2 separate regions of the Pan troglodytes genome follow, and region 1 is linked to region 2. The links are chromatin contacts, called in public HiChIP or PLAC-seq maps. All regions are on one chromosome and are shown on one strand. The core of a region is the stretch at or near the end of the contact, and the rest is flanking DNA. Distances in the headings are between cores, read along the strand shown. Region 1 holds the start of GAR1 (GAR1 ribonucleoprotein). Region 2 holds the start of SEC24B (SEC24 homolog B, COPII coat complex component).

Region 1 (5,585 bases), core at 2,038-4,537, 380 kb before region 2:
CCGGGCATGGTGGCACTCACCTGTAATCTCAGCTACTTGAAAGGCTGAGGCACGAGAATTGCTCGAACCCAGGAGGCGGAGGTTGTAGTGAGATGAGATCGTGCCACTGCACTCCATCCTGGGCAACAGAGTGAGTCTCTGTCAAAAAAAAAAAAAAAAAAGGAAAAAAGAAAGGAAGGAAGGGAGGAAGGGAGGGAGGGAAGAAGGCAGGGAAAGAGCAAGAGAGAGAAAGAAAGAGAGAGAGAAGAGAGAGAAAGAAAGAGAGAAAGAAAGAAAGAGAGAAAGAGAAAGAGAAAAAGAGAGAGAGAGAAAGGAAGGAAGGAGTTTCCAGAGTAGTGGGGGCACCAAACAACTTCTAATTCTACATTTCCAGTGGCACCACTACATCCAAATCAGCCAACTTAATCCTGTAGTACTTATCCAAATGGCCATCATTAATAGAATTTTCCAAAAAAAAAGTCACCGTTCTAGGGTCTGTCATTTTAATATCTATGGATGAATACATTCTCCCCTTGATTCTCCTTCATGGTCCAATCTGTAGCAATCCTGTCTAATTTAATGAAGCAACAACTTTAATTTATACTTAACTGCCTCCTCAGAAAAATATAAATAGCAACCTTTGAATATTATCAGGCCTTCCAATGAAAAAGGATACAAAATCTCTAAGTTGTCCAAATATTTCATCCACTTTTCCAATTTGTTCTTTGTTTTCTAAGTAAACAGGAGCATTGAAATAAGGCACCTTATTTTCATCTGTGGTACATTTACAAACTATGTCATCTTCACAGGGATGCAGGAACTCTCCTAATACTGAAACAGCAAAAGAAAATGTTAAAACATAGAACTATTTCAAACGATACTGACCAACTGCTTCTGGAAGCTTTCTTTTTGGCTACCTGGGACTTCACCATAACTGCTCTCCTCTGAGGCAGAAGACCACAGTCTTAGGACTTCCTGGGCTGGTATACCAACTCCACAACACACTAGCTATGTGACCTAGGAGAAGTTACCCACCCTCTCTCTAATTCAGTGTCTCATTTTTAGTATGCACTAATAACATATAATGTATAGCTATACCTAATATACAGTAATGTAAGCACTCAATGGAATAACAGATGTCAAGTGCTTAGAACAGTGCCTGGCACATTGACACCATTCAACCTGTAACAGTTATGTTATTATAACTTATTATCTGATTCAAAACTCTGCTTCATTCTCTTAGTTCTCCCTTTTCTTCAATGCCTAACAGAATCAGCCTTCATTCTTTTTTTTTTTTTTTATCTTGCCTTAGAACTTTTCCATTCCCACTACCACTTCTTTAACAATGATTCATTGTTTTCAAGGACATCTGGAATCTCAAAATAACTACCTTTATTTCTAAGTAGACTGTCACCCCAAACTAAAATACCACATTCCTGCAAAACCAAGTCTTCATTCCTATCACCCAAGCTCAAAACCTGGAACCCTTTATTATCAGCATTAGCTAAGTTCTACCGATTTTGTTTCCTTTGAAATCTCTCTCCTATCTAACCCTTCCTTTTTTTTCCTCACTGTCACCATCCTGATTCAGGCTCTCAAGGTCTCATGTATGGACTGGTACAACAGCTTGTGGGCTGGGACCTTTTATTCTAGAAACTGCTCCTTTCAAACCATCCTGCATACTCATCCAAGCCATTCTTAGTTAGACACTATTCATCCTCTCTCCTCTTTAATGTAGTAAGTTTCACTTTCTGTGACTTCCATTCCCATCTCATTGTTAATTACTCTAAAACTACCCTAAATAGGTATTTTTCTAGATTTCCTCTCTGGCAGTTTCCCTCTCAAGCAAATTGTTTTCTCACTTATCTACTTTTGAGTAGTAACAGAAAGCATGGGCTTTGGAGTCAGAATACTTGGCTTTGTATTTCTTTCTTTTCTGTACAGACAGGGTCTCCTGCTTTATTATCCAGGCTGGTCTCTAACTCCCGGCTTCAAAAGATCCTCCCGTCTTAGCTTCCCAAAGTGTTGGGATTACAGGCGTGAGCCCGCACCCAGCCTGTATTTCAGCTATATCACTAATTGATCACTTATCACTAACCTTATAACCCTAGCAAAAAAACTTAACCCTAAATCATAGTTTTCTCATCTGTAAAATCGGGGAATTAGGGATAAGTACTCACGATTACCTATTTAATATCTTCCTGTCAACCCTCAAGTTCCACCCCCATGATGCATTCTAAGTATCCCTCAGCTTTCTTGATCTCCCAACTCCACACTTACATGCTACATTCTCCACACAGGCTTGTGTGTCCCAAACTTGCTGCCTAACAACACAAACCCCCAACCCACACCTACTCCTTCAAATAGGCTAAATATTGAAGACTGCATACAGACTACACGTTCTGGAGGTCCTTGGTCTTGGCCTTTGTTAAAGCCTCCGCGGCCACCCCCTCGTCCAAATCCTCCCCTGCCGCCGCCTCTGAAACTGCCGCCGCCTCCACCGCCGCCTCCACCTCGGAAGTGGTTGCTGCTGCCGCCTCGGTTGAAGCCGCCACCTCCACCGCCTCGGTTGAAGCCGCCACCTCCACCACCTCGATTAAAGCCTCCACGACCTCCGCCTCGAAAAGACATTCTCCTCCCTGATGAAAAAAAACGACCCATGTCTTCTAATCACTGTAGCCTCTGAGTATACTCCAACCCCTCGGAGTCCCGGTGAGAACACCATAAAGGAGACAAAAGCAGCCCTGTCACCTTACCCACGGTCAGACAGCCACCAACCTGATGGGTGAAGAGTTTACTTCTCCATGGTCTCGTGAGCGCCGACCGACCACACACCACCCTTGCCGCCCCATGATTAGTAACTCCTCCCCCTACAGACAGCACGGTCTTCGCACCGCATCCCCTTCCTTCCTCCCTCCCTCCGGCAGCTGGGTTCCACGTCCAGCATTTTCAAATCCTCCGGCTTCTACGGCCACTCACCGGCGCCACGTGCCCCTCTGGCCCTGGCCTCGCGCACACACCCACCCGCGGGGTACTTCCGCCGCGCTGGAACCTCCTCGGCTACCGTACCGCCACAGAGTTTTTTAAAGACCAGAAACTTTAATAACTGGTTTGCCAAAAAAAAAGCCAATCACCCGCGGAACAAGCAACACTGGTTCCAAAACAGCCTTTAGCGCTGGAAAAGTGGCAATAATAGATAACCTTAACCACTAATTTACAACAGAGGGGTCAACTTGCCTGACGCGGAGCCGTGGAAGTGACGTATAACAGCGGCGTCCTTTGCAGCACGACGTCCCGGAAGTGCTGCGGCAATGTTGCTCTTGGAGATAGCTGGCGTTAGGGATCCGCCTTCTCTCCCAGAGGCGGGGCAGGTTTCTGTTTGGTTGCCGCCCTAACGGCCAGAACTGAAGCACCTTGCAAGGAATGAGGTTGGTTCTTGAAGTCCGTGCTGACTGGCTGGGCGCATTTGCGCATTTGCTTCTCTGGCTGCAAAATGGCCCGCAACAGCACTCACTAATTTGTTGCTAACTTCAGCAACTGTGCGGACAGGTCTCTGAGGCTTCTGAGCCGCCCTATGTCCAGTAGATCTGGGCGCCTCAGAACCTGTCACAGCCGACGGAAGCGTTTATCTGAGTTTCTTGTTTCTTCCCAACCTTTTGATTTTCGCACCATTACGCGCTCAACTATGCCTCTTCTTTTGTCCTATGGTCTCAACTAATTAAAGGAAGAAAAGCAATGCATGTGTGTGTGTAATTTTAAAGAAACTATGCTGTCTTATGGAAAACCAAACCATCATTTTTATCTTTTGTACCAGATATTCAAGTATGTTTTGAGCACCGACGGGCTGTGAACTGGACTGTGCTGGAAGCTCCTCTCCCTCTTCTCTCTTTAAGCCCTTTATATTTGACATCAGCTTCCCCCACATTCTCCAAAGCTTCTCTCACAAATAAAGGTAATGACTTCCCATTTATTAAATTTGGTTGGAGTCTTTTACACCCAAACCCTCTGAGACCTTACCTTGATATTTGATCTCGTGTTTAGAAGAGGGTGGAACTTGGTACCTATCTAATTCAGAGGATTATTGTAAATGGGATTTTAAAATACCTTTGTAGGCGGGGCGCGGTGGCTCACGCCTGTAATCCCAGCACTTTGGGAGGCCAAGGCGGATGGATCACTTGAGGTCAGGAGTTCAAGACCAGCCTGGCCAATACGGTGAAACCCCTTCTCTACTAAAAATGTCAAAATTAGCCGGGCATGGTGGCACACGCCTGTAATCGCAGCTACTCGGGAGGCTGAGGCAGGAGAATCGCTTGAACCCGGGAGGCGGAGGTTGCCGTGAGCCGAGATCACGCCACTGCACTCCAGCCTGGACGACAGAGCAAGGCTTGGTCTCAAAACAAACAAAAAACAAAATAAGTGAGAGAGGAAACTTTACTTGTTCTTTTTCTTTTAGTTTAGTAAATGCTGCAATTTGATTTTAACGAATGTTGGTCTTTTTATGGGCCTATATAAGTGTATTATTTTTGAAACAAAAAATGAAAATTACCTATTTAGTGTGAAACCTTTGCTTGTCTTTTGCTGTGTATTTGCTCAATTCTGAATTGAACTTGAGATTGTCACACACAGATTGCATTTTCAACTGAAATGAGATGATTTTTGTCTTTACTCTTAAAACTTAGTAAGAAAAAGCTTGCTTGAACAAGAAGTTTAAAAGTATGTCAAAATGTTTATTACTTTCCTAAAAATGTCAAGCTGCTCTTCTTTCTCAGAAATCCAAAACTTGTAGAAGCACAAATCAGGCCAGGTGCTGTGGCTCACGCCTGTAATCCCAGCATTTTGGGAGGCTGAGGCAGGCAGATCACTTGTGGTCAGGAGTTCAAGACCAGCCTGGCCAACATGGTGAAACCCTGTCTCTACTAAAAATACAAAACTTAGCCAGGCGTGGTGGCGGGCGCCTGTAATCCTAGCTATTTGGGAGGCTGAGGCAGGAGAATCGCTTGAACCCGGGAGGCAGAGGTTGCAGTGAGCCAAGATCGCGCCACTGCATTCCAGCCTGGGTAACAGAGCAAGACTCCGTCTCAAAAAAAAAAAAAAAAAAAAAAAAAAAGAAGGAAAAACACAAATGAGTACATTTCATCTTATATCTACAGTCATACATTCACAAAGTTCTTCCTCTTTTCTCAAAGCCAGGTGCTCAGGCTGAGAAGATTCAAGGAAAGGGTTCCTCACTTAGTTATACAGTTGTGTTCTAGGGGAAGGAAAATATTGTTCGGTTTTGTTCTGCAATTCCCCATGGTGGTTTTCGGTAAGACTTGAGACTTCCTTATTCTAAAGTCCAAGCAGCAGTGGAAACATTTCAAGATCACTTTTTGCAATATAACTTTTCCAAAGATTCAATATTTATTTAAACCCAAAAATCTTGTCACTCGAAGTAAAACGATTTTCTCCAGGGCCTGAAGATCCTTGTTCAACTAGTTAATGTGATGAAAATGTCTGTTAAGTAGGTGATATAGTTTGAATGTTTGTTCCCTCCAAATCTCATGCTGAAATTTGATTCCCAGTGTCGTAGATGGGACCTGGTGGGAGGTGATTGGATCATGGGGGCA
Region 2 (5,243 bases), core at 419-2,918:
CTGATAGGTAAGGCTGATCCAAAGAATATTAAGGCTAAAGTATCACTCAACTTCTGATCCTCAGGACAAACGATACACTTCATGTTTGAAAAGCATCAGTTGTAAAACTTAGATGTTGATTAAACTAATTCATAAAGTCCAGCAGATTTTCATTAGGAAATTAGATAAAACAGGTCAATCATCTGGAGAGTACTAATGCAGTTTGGTTCTCGTACCAACACAGGACAGAGGTATTTTTCTAAATTCAGTCAATTACTTTCCAAGGTTCTCATCTGACATACTAAGAAGTCTGTAAGGAGAATTCCTCCACCCTTGGCCCCTATCCGCGAACATTCCAAATCTCAGCATTAGGGAATGCATATCCTAGAGACGATCATTTTGCAGCCTACTAAAAGCCCACGACCTTAATATGAAAGCGGCTTTCGTGTTGCATTTGGCTGCTGCCTGTATGAAGGCCCTGCCTCAAAGCAGGGCCAACTCTGGCACGTTTTTCCATCTCTGAAAGTGGAGCTAGGAAAAACACCCAGATCTAAAGATGTTCGTTTAAATCCGTTTACATCTGCTCCCTTTCAAACACTACAAGCAAACTCCAAAAGCTTGAGCAGCAGCCGCAGCGGCAATGACAGTTCTTGAGGCCGAACTGGGTCAGGGTTACAGTTACACTTATATAGCATATTTACACCCTTTTGTCTACAAACTTGAGTGCAAACTTAAGTTTCCTCAAGGCAGCGTGTTCGCTGGGCCTCGGGAACCGAAGCAATTTTCCTGAGACAGGAAGGGCACAATCCACCCTGCTGGGTGGCTGCACCAGCCTTCTCCGGACCACGCACTCAGCGGCCTCGGCTTCTGGCCAGCTCTCGCAGCCAAGGGGTCGCTCGGGGCAACTCGCCCGCGTCCAGGCTAGGTAACTGGGTTTTACTACGTGGGCTCCCAGCTTTTCAGTCGCCCCTACTCGCCCCAGGCCGTTTCGGGCCTGGGGTCGCATTACATAAACAGCCACGGCCCCAGCTTTCCCAGGCCGGCCCCCGCCCCCACGCCAGGGGCGTCCCACCCCCGCGCGCCCCGCGCCGTGCCTTCCCTGCCCCCTACCCGCACCCAACCCGGACCCCGCGGCCTCCGCACCGCGCCCGCTCCCCTCCCTCGGGCCGGGCCTGGCCCCGAACGCCCTTCCCGGCCCGGCCCGCCCCGCCCCGATGTGGCCGTGCAGGCCGCCCAGCCGGTGCTAGGCCCCGCGCTCCGCCCGGGCCGCCCGCCTCACCGTTCTGCTGGTGCGGCGCCGGGCCCGCACCCGGGCCCGCGGGCGCTGCGGCTCCTGAGACGGCCGCTCCGCCGAACTTGGGCGGGATCCGGGCGCTGGCGGCCGGGTGAGAGGACCCGGCGGGGGCCGACATGACGGCGCTGGTGGCGACGGCGGCTCCGCTTCAGGGAGGTGGGCGGAGGGAAGGGAAGGCGGGGCCGGAGAGGAGAGAGGAAGAGGAAGGAACGCGCCTGGCGTCACTGAGGGTGTCACCCGGGACCGCGGCTCAGGTGCCCAAGCTTCTCCGCGAGCCCAGCGCTGCCGCTCCGCGGCCGCCGCGGGCGCGGGGATCCTGGGTCGCTCCGCCTTGACCCACGCGCCCCACGCCCCGGGACTTACACCTGGGGTCGCTCCCCGCACGCGCGGGCCTCGCGCCGGTGCCGCCGCAGCGCCCCCTGCAGGCCGGAGCCGAGCTGGCCCAGGCCTGAGTCTGGCCCGGGGTTCCGTGCCCCCAGTGCCGGCCCCGCGGCTGCTGCTCCGGCCCGGCCAGGCTGCCTTCGTGTTGAGGCGAAAGGACTGGGCCTCAGTGGGTGAAGGGACCGGGTGGCCCGCTTCCACCTAGGGCAGAGGCTTGATCGGCCGCGGCGAGGCTGGGCCCAGCATTACTGGGAGGGGAACTTGAGAGCCGCGGGTTGATGTTCGGAGCTCAGGCGACGACTGACCACCCACCCTTCCTCGAAGAGGAACAATGGCTTGGGTTTGGTTTTTAATTTTTGATTCCCCCACCTCCCCTTTCTTGATTCCAAAGGAAATATAGCATTCAAGCGCCATGTCTGTTGGGAATATATAATTCCTTGGCAAAGAAAGAGGAAACATTTCTCTGATAAACACAAGAATCTCAGTAAGAATTGCATTATTGAGAACTTTTCCCACTGATAAAGTAGGGAAGAGGAAGGGGAAAATAGGGTAAGGGAATGCTGGAAGACAAACTTTAAACTTTATCTCCTTTTTTTTTTTTTTTTTTTTGTCAATTGTTGGTGCATCCTGTTGGTGTTCCGAGAAGTTGTGGCTCAGCTTGCTTTGTCTACATTAGTGGAATCTTTAAGTCTTTCTGGTCTGTCTCAGCATACTCACTGGCAGGCCCTAGACTACATTACCCAAGTCATTTTGCCGTCTTGGAATCCTGAGTATGTCATCACTCTGTATTGGAGATGAGATTGCTCAGAAACACTGAATTCAGAATGGGATCTAGCAAGATGGTATTTCTGGAGCAATAAGTCATTTACTGAATGATTATGCAAAGCATAAATTGCATTATAGTCCTAGAATAATACAAAGCTTCCCTTTAGTTGTTGCCGTAAATTAATAACTGGCATTTTAATGCACTAAATGAATTTTAGTAGTTAGATTTATATCTTTGACTTCTAGGAATTTCAACTACGTTAGAGTTCATATACACAGAAGGGGCAAGCCCTTTTCCACAGCATTTCCAGCTTCGCCACAGAAACCTAGCCCCACATGAGCAAAAGATCACACTCTGTGCTTCATCAAAGAGATTACACAATTACAGATTCCAGCATCTCCCAGGAGTCCTTTGAATTTGGATTAAGGTCTATAATTACGTGGGTAAGGGAATAACTAGGTAATTGGCTTTCTGCACCTGGAATGTATTCTCCTGGGTATAAGAGGCTCATTTTAATCAGAAATATATGGGATGAAAGTGAACCCTGTCTCTTAAGGGGAGACTCCTTAAGAGGAGGATTGGGGCCCTGTGTTTTAATAGATCTTCTCCACAATCTTTAATACCTAAGCTCCTTCCCCTTGTCCACTAATTTGCTGTAGAATTTTTCTAGCATGTTTATGATGGTGTTCAGGGCACACTACCCCAAAATATAACACCTTGGCATATTGAATGTTTTAAGCTGATGGAATTTGAGAAATGGCAGGTGTGAGGACTCTGACCTTCCCATGAAGCAGGTCATAAGACCCTCATGTGAGAGATGCCCTCTCTATACCTGGAGAAAAGAAGCAGTCTTATTTGTGAAGACAGAGAGACGCCAAGAGGAATCTAAATGAATAGGCCTTGGTAGGTTTCCCCCAGTTTACTGCCCTTAGCCCATCTTTTTGTCTTATCACAGTTTTCCATAACAGTCTACTCTTCATCAAGCTTGGTATAAAACGCTCAGGTTTCTTCAGATCTTCGTTTCCTTATGAAGGCTCCGGTGCCATGTAAAACTTACATTAAATATTATACATTCATATGCCTTTCTTTTGTTACAGGAACCCCACACGCACGGGCCTTGTGCTGTCGCTGCCGTGGCACCCCTTCTAGAAGGTAGATATTTTTCCTCCTGACAAACACTACAACCTTTATGAAAATATTTCACTCTTTTGCTTTAATTTCCATTACTACTATAAGTGAAAAAAGGATGAAGAATTGAATGAATAGGATTGAACCATCTACTAGGCACGGTGCTTGTAAATCTAGATATGTATTTTTTTCTATTTAATCCTAACAATAACTCCATGGGATATTTTTCTTATCCCTATTTTATCTGTGAAGAAACTAATGTTTATAGAGCTCAAGTAATCTTAGTAAAAATCATGAACCTGGAATTAGCAGAACCAGCGGTCAAACCAAGGTTTATTTAGCTCCAGACCATTGCTTTACTATAAACTATACTGGGTTAATTTACATTTTTCTTCATAAAGCTATGCTAGTTATGATTTACTGTCTTGCTGTCAAAAGATTTTCAGTTTTTCATATTTAGAATTTGTTCCAGTATACTCTACAATGGTAGATCTCAGAGTTTTTGAAATGCAGATTTGTGGGCCCAAACCCTGGACCTACTGATTCAGAAGTGGTGGAGATAGGGCCCTACAGCAAGCTCTCCAGGCAATTCTGATGCATGGGAAAGTTTGAGGACCACTGCTTTTGAATAGCAGAGTTAAGCTGAATTGGTTCATTCTCTTACTTTGGAAGATGATGGTCCTTTCTTTCAGGACATCTCTTCAATCTTTCACAGACCAATAAAAGTGATATTTTGTAGATTTGTGATTACAGTATCACAAATGCCAATTATGACGTTTCCTATGTCAACTCAGATTCTTTGAGGTATAGTGTTGATGCAGATGCTAAGGCCAAGTCTGTTCAGTGAGAAAGAGTGGGTAATTGAATTAATCTCTGCTGCATATATGGAAGTGAAATAATACATGTGTTACTATTTGTCATCCCCAACTTAGGACTCTATTCTCTATAACAGAAGTGGGAGCCTTGGACAACTGAACGCCTATCTCTAGCTCAAGAAATGTCAGCTCTTTTTTTTTTTTTTTTTTTGAGACTGTCACCCAGTTGGGAGTACAGTGGCGCCATCTTGGCTCTCTGTAACCTCCACCTCCTGGGTTCAAGCGATTCTCCTGCCTCAGCCTCCTGAGTAGCTGGGCCTACAGGTATGCACCATCACTCCTGGCTAATTGTTGTATTTTTAGTAGATAATGGGGTTTCACCATGTTGGCCAGGGTGGTCTCAAACTCCTGACCTCAGGTGATCTGCCTGCCTCGGCCTCCCAAAGTGCTGGGATTACAGACGTGAGCCACCATGCCCAGCCAGGAAATGTCAATTCTTTATTGTAGCCTGGCTTTCCATATTTCTCACCAGGCTTTTTATTCTCTAGTTTGTAAATCACATTTGGCGTTTGTAGATCACTCCTTCCCTTTTAGTGGCATTCTCTATTAGGTGTCCATCTCCCAATATGAAGAAACAGTTTTCTTCTTTTTCCTCCTTTATTTGATCCATTTACAGATTTATTACATTTATAATAGGGTAGGTATTGGGGATACAAAAATGAATAAGATATGGTCTGTTCTCAAAGGTATGCAGAAACTTTTCTATATATTCCTACTGACTTGTATTTATATTTCTTGAATTAAAAACAATCCTGGCTGTGTTTTTTTTTTTTTGTTTTTTGCTCTTAGTGAATCTTTGTTTCTTCTTTTCATTATGGCA

Evidence for each region. HiChIP or PLAC-seq counts read pairs in DNA pulled down with a chosen protein or histone mark.
Region 1: a contact with region 2 is called in an H3K4me3 HiChIP or PLAC-seq map of stem cell-derived excitatory neurons, with 6 times the contacts expected there. The contact joins the promoter of GAR1 here to the promoter of SEC24B in region 2. A contact is called at or near these places in 5 of 7 Hi-C or Micro-C datasets (blood, induced pluripotent stem cells, a lymphoblastoid cell line and 1 more), 1 of 1 datasets of contacts at active chromatin or transcription factors (stem cell-derived excitatory neurons) and 1 of 1 other capture datasets (stem cell-derived neural stem cells).

Annotation. Positions count from the first base shown.
Region 1 is chr3:111,266,789-111,272,373 of NHGRI_mPanTro3-v2.0_pri, reverse strand. GAR1 (GAR1 ribonucleoprotein) reads right to left here and starts at 3,287. Exons shown (of 7, transcript XM_063809738.1): 1 at 3,217-3,287; 2 at 2,370-2,618; 3 at 656-810. The coding sequence starts at 2,610. It overlaps CFI (complement factor I), which reads left to right and starts at 3,263. Exons shown (of 15, transcript XM_063809737.1): 1 at 3,263-3,407; 2 at 3,794-3,931.
Region 2 is chr3:110,888,107-110,893,349 of NHGRI_mPanTro3-v2.0_pri, reverse strand. SEC24B (SEC24 homolog B, COPII coat complex component) reads right to left here and starts at 1,668. Exons shown (of 23, transcript XM_016952010.3): 1 at 1,259-1,668. The coding sequence starts at 1,391. LOC104006165 (a long non-coding RNA gene) reads left to right here and starts at 2,476. Exons shown (of 6, transcript XR_010156667.1): 1 at 2,476-2,863; 2 at 3,160-3,323; 3 at 3,518-3,572.